Linked DNA regions of Danio rerio: region 2 is linked to region 1. The links are chromatin contacts, called in public Micro-C maps. All regions are on one chromosome and are shown on one strand. The core of a region is the stretch at or near the end of the contact, and the rest is flanking DNA. Distances in the headings are between cores, read along the strand shown. Region 1 holds the start of itpr2 (inositol 1,4,5-trisphosphate receptor, type 2). Region 2 holds the start of ctsd (cathepsin D).

The links. Hi-C and Micro-C count contacts between places; a contact is called where the count stands out from the background.
Region 2: a Micro-C map of caudal fin shows a contact between it and region 1, with 13 times the contacts expected there. The contact joins the promoter of ctsd here to the promoter of itpr2 in region 1. A contact is called at or near these places in 3 of 18 Hi-C or Micro-C datasets (caudal fin, hematopoietic stem cells and an unstated tissue) and 2 of 4 datasets of contacts at active chromatin or transcription factors (caudal fin and embryo).

The regions. Positions count from the first base shown.
Region 1 is chr18:17,315,334-17,318,033 of GRCz12tu, forward strand. itpr2 (inositol 1,4,5-trisphosphate receptor, type 2) reads left to right here and starts at 1,267. Exons shown (of 57, transcript XM_021467780.3): 1 at 1,267-1,640. The coding sequence starts at 1,549. LOC141378737 (a long non-coding RNA gene) reads right to left here. Exons shown (of 4, transcript XR_012394002.1): 3 at 199-2,700.
Region 2 is chr18:17,512,860-17,515,559 of GRCz12tu, forward strand. ctsd (cathepsin D) reads left to right here and starts at 1,319. Exons shown (of 9, transcript NM_131710.2): 1 at 1,319-1,574. The coding sequence starts at 1,513.

The DNA.
Region 1 (2,700 bases), core at 17-2,516:
AAAACATGTGATATAGGTGAATTGGATAGGCTAAATTGTCTGTAGTGTATGACTGTGTATGGATGTTTCCCAGTGATGGGTTGCATGAATGAATAAATGAACCTTTTGTTTGTTTGTACAGCATAATATATACATATATAATATAATTTTCCCAGTGATGGGTTGTAGCTGGAAAGGCATCCGCTACGTAAAACATGCTGGATAAGTTGGTGGTTCATTCTGCTGTGGCGACCCCTGATTAATAAAAGGTCTAAGTCGAAAAGAAAATGAATGAATAAATGAATATAATATAATCACAAACATATAATAGTCCACATTTATATACACATTGGTAAGCGTAAAAGAGTACACCCACTGTTCAACCCATTCTCTATACGAAGGTGTCAAACTAACATATCAAGCAAAAGTAAAAAATTGAGGTTCTCAAATGAAAAAAAAAGGCAACAAAATAAATATTTTACTGGAGTTGCCAGCAAACAAAGTTTCAAAAATTTGTTTTAGTACACTGTAAAGCCCAAAAACTTAAGGTAACTTAAACCATTTGAGGAAACCAATTGCAACAAACCATTAAAGTTTAAAAACTAATCCCATTGAGTACTGTGAACTTAATCTATTTAAGTAAACAAAACAATTTGAGCACAGTAAAACCCAACAAATGAAGTGAACTCTAACCAACTGAGTACTGTAAAACACAACAAGTTAGATCAACTCAAACCATTTGAGGAAACGGATATTTGAGTTAAACAAACTAATCTATTGTATATAAGTACTGTGAACTTACTCCAAGTTGAAGTAATGAGATATTTAATGAACTCACAGTTTAAAAGTTGACTGTTGGGTTTTACAGTGTATAAATAAATAATCTCATTGGGTTATACTTAGTTTAAGTAAACTAAAACAATTAGCAATTAACAACAAATTTTCATATTATGTAATCAGTGTCTTCATTTTCATTTCACTTCATTTTGGGTGAAATGTCCTTTTAATTTATCGCAGAATACATTTGGTCTACAAGCACTTTATACATTGAATCTCACGAAAATAGTCACTTTTAGCGGTGTTAATATTTTTGTGAACTCATTGTAATGTTTTTTTGTGTGAATAAAAACTCTGCATAACTGAAGTCATTCACAAAATAAAAAAAACACACCGAAAACCTGCGCGCGTCTGTGCACGCAAGACTGCACAAATGAGCAAAGTTGCATTCTCAATTTCTGAGTTGCATACCACAGCATAAAGACTAGACAGCATCACTTCCTTGATTTCACGGGACAGAGAGCGAGTCTCCTCCCACTCGAGTGGCATATTGGTGAGAAAAAGCCTCGTTTGTCTCACAGGAAGAAGTTGAAAACATGAAGAAACGCTTCAGTTAGAGGATTCACAACTCAAAAGTCACTAACGCGGCGCGTCTCTTCTCTGGACGCCTGGATTAAAATGCGTTACTGTCAGGGCGAATAAACAAGTGGATTGATACACTGAATCGCCTGAACACATTGCGCTGGGTCACAGTGCTCAAATATCAGATAAACTACTCAAAAACCTGCAGAAATGTCGGAACACAGGTCTAGTTTCCTTCACATTGGGGATATCGTGTCTCTGTATGCGGAGGGAACTGTCAATGGATTTATCAGCACTTTAGGGTGAGTTACTGTACCTTCCAGTGTTTAGTGCATTGCTCTTAAAGATTTGTAAACATGGCATTTGTAAATTTCCCTCAGATAAACTGGTGTGATTTTTATTGCAAGGCAAGGTGCCTAAAATGAGTGAGTAAGGCAAACTGAAGATGCATTAGAGTGTGAAAGGTGTTTAATCCCCCTCGTGTCAGATGTAGTTTGCTGAGTGGAAGTAGGAAGTGATTTGAGTACATACTGCAGGCCAGGAGTTCAGTGTGACAGCGTTGCTTCAAAAGTCATGCAAATCACTGAACAGGAATGCAAAGTTTGCCGTTACCTTATGCACTAACAGTGATGCAACTAATGTAATATGGCGAATATGGTGTTGGCTAAATAAAAAGGGTTTAAAACACATTAACTTAACAGTATCAAACTACACTAGTTTCGCAAACTACACAAGTTACGCAATTCACCTGACTTGAAAAATCCAAGCATTTTTTTTGTCAACATTTTGTGTCAATTGGCAAGGAAGTATTTTATTTTTTGCTAATGAAAAGTACTACATATGCAAATTCAAAACAAAAATAATATGTAAATCATTTTTTTTATTTTTATAAAAATGTGCTTTATTCTATTTAGTGGGCCAACCACCTCATGAGTGCTGCCATTTTGATATCATGTGACCTACCTTTTCTGAAAATCGGTTAAAAGTCTTCTAATAACAGTTGCTTAGTAATTTTTTGCTAACAGAAATGCACTGTTTTACAAGGTGCATGAAAAAATAATGCCCTCAATTACACTCTCTCGCTCACTATCTTTCGTTTAGTGCCTCATTTATCAGGATTCAACCACAGTGGAATGAACCACCATGTCACATTTAAGTAAAGTATAATTTCCTTTATGTTAATTGCTTGAATTCGAAGAACTCCAAATATGTTTTAGTCAACATTTTTTTTAAGAATTGTATGAGAAACTTCAAATTATATAGCATCAGTAATATGTTTGCTTAGTTTTTTTTTTTCTAATGAAAAGTTTCTACACATGAAAATAAAATGAGCATTTAGAGACCAATCTAATTGCTATTGTC
Region 2 (2,700 bases), core at 69-2,568, 200 kb after region 1:
TTGAAAAAATGTTGAACTCTTATTTAAAGCTGTTGTTTTTAACTGACCAACGAGTTCAGTGGTGGTTTCTAAAAAAGCACTTTTCACAAATTAAACATTTTTGTTTCTCGAGGCACTTTGTGGCTTTTTCATTGACAAAATTAAATTTCTTTATGATTTGATTATTTGACAATAGCCTATACCAACAGCAGGAAGCATGCATAAAACCTGTCATGTTTTTTTTTTTTCAATAGACTTTGAAATTTATAACTATATTTAGAAACCTTGTTATAGTATATTTTTACTTTATTGCAATACACAAAAATAAAAATTAATTATGAACCAGTCAAATTATTTAAATATTAACTGACTAAAATAAGATAAAAATAATTAAATAACACATTAAAATCTGTGTAAACTTTATTTGGACTTTATATGGCAATTCTTTTTTCAATTAAAACAGTTAGGCATTTATAAATCAGTGACATGACAAATTAGACATGTAAAGCTGTTTAATAATAACAAAAATATATAAGCATGTTTTAAAATATACTTTATTGTAAGGCTTCAATTAGACTTTAGTGCAACTTAATAAAAGCTCTTAATTTGTATCTGTGAATGAATTAAGTTAAGAAATGTAATATATATATATATATATATATATATATATATATATATATATATATATATATATATATATATATATATATATATATATATATATATATATATATATATATATATATATAACATTTCAAAATAAATTGAGAAAAAGTGTCTATTTAATTCATGATTTTCTTATCAGACCTTAAAATGATGTAACTTAATAAAAAAGGTTTATATCTGTGTGCAATTGATTTTGACTTTAAGGCACTTTATAAATTTAATAATTCAATTAAGGCATATATAATAATAAAGCATGTATAACTGACAAATCAAAACACATTTAAAACCATTTAAAAACACATTTAAAAAGTTTATTTATTTAATGTGTTAAAATTGTTTAATAATTAATAAATACATAAAAATAGTAAACTGAATAATAATAAACATATTTAAAACTGTTTCGTTAAATTAATGTTTTAAAATGTAGCTAAATAAAACAATAAACAATTCAATAAATTCAACAATTCTGTTTTAAACAATTTGTTTACATTTAGATGTTACATTTTAATAGGATCGATAAATAATTTCCTTTTTAAAATTTTCATGAAGGGATATATACATTTCTGATTAACAAAGAATATGAATACTTTTAAACTCAATATAATAAATACAAAAATACTTGACCCCTGATTTAATCTTCCTGCGTCGTTCATCAATCTTTCGTGAAGTGCGCACTGCGCAGAATGCAGCGCAGCCTTGACGCTCGTCAACGCGCCGTCACATGACTGTGAGCAAAAGTTGCTCGGCAGCAGCACATTGTGTCAGCTGACTGTGGCTGTTTGTCCTACATATTAGACCGCACAACAATAACATCCCCACAGCGATACTGCTCTCATTATCGTTAACTGGTCCTGAGGGCTCGCCAACATGAGAATCGCCTTTTTGCTGCTCGTTGTTGCCTTTTTCTGCACGTCCGACGCGATTGTCCGGTAAGGTCGAACGAGCAAACAAACAAACTTACAAAACCAACAACGCAATCCGATCTTTATCACGCGGTGTGACTTGCAAATCGCGCTGTTGTTCATCTACTTGTGTTGTATACACGATTTTTTAAATATTATACCTTAAAATTTAACAGTTGTGTCTTAAAATTTACTTCATGTAACGTTGATGTGTGAAATGCTGTTTATGTAGCAGTTGACTAACGTTACACTGAAATAACAGTCCTTTGTGTAAAAATGATTAAAGCACCCAGAGGTATGGGTCTCCCATTAGACAGATACTGATCATTATTTTTTTGTGACTCAGCAGAAATTAGAGCTGTTTATGTATCAACATGAAGGTCCCTTTGAAGTTTGACTTTAGAAATCTATACATTTAAGCAAGATGATGGTAGTGGTGCAGATTTCTTTACTAGCATCAGTGCTAAAATAATAACTACATAAATGATAATAGTTTTAAGGATTTAAACCTTTTAAAAGTGTTCATAGAAATCAAAAGAAAATTATTCTTAAGGCTAAGCACATTTTTAAAATTTTATTTATAACTGGCTTTAATAACATCAGAAACATTATTTGAATGAATTTTATTTTTTATTGTCTTTTATTAAAAAAAAAATTCCAACACAAATAAATTTTGCTTCATTTTTTTTAAATATGCTCTGATAACCATAGTACAATATACACAATTATAGTAAAAATGAATTTAGCCTGCAATGATCAAAAGTGGTTATTTAGTATTTTGCATGCCAGTTGTTGAACTTGAATATATCATTATTAATAATAGTAATAACATTAATAATAACAATAATTGTAATGATATTTCATAAAAAATAATATATATTCAATATATTTTAGTGGGTATTTTTTATCATTAATGTCTTAATTGTAATTATTGTTTTACCTAGTGTAAAATAGATGTTTAAAAGGAAAATATGAATGAAAAATCTGTTATTAAATGCATTTGTTTGCCAAAGTAAATGCTGTTTGCATTAACAAAGCCAAAATAATTGCAACAAAAAGTATGGCAAAAGACAAAAATGTCCCTAAAGATGTTTAAAATTAAGTCCTCCTTTTCAAGTTCACTGTAGTAAAAAAAAACTTGTGTTTTATGTTT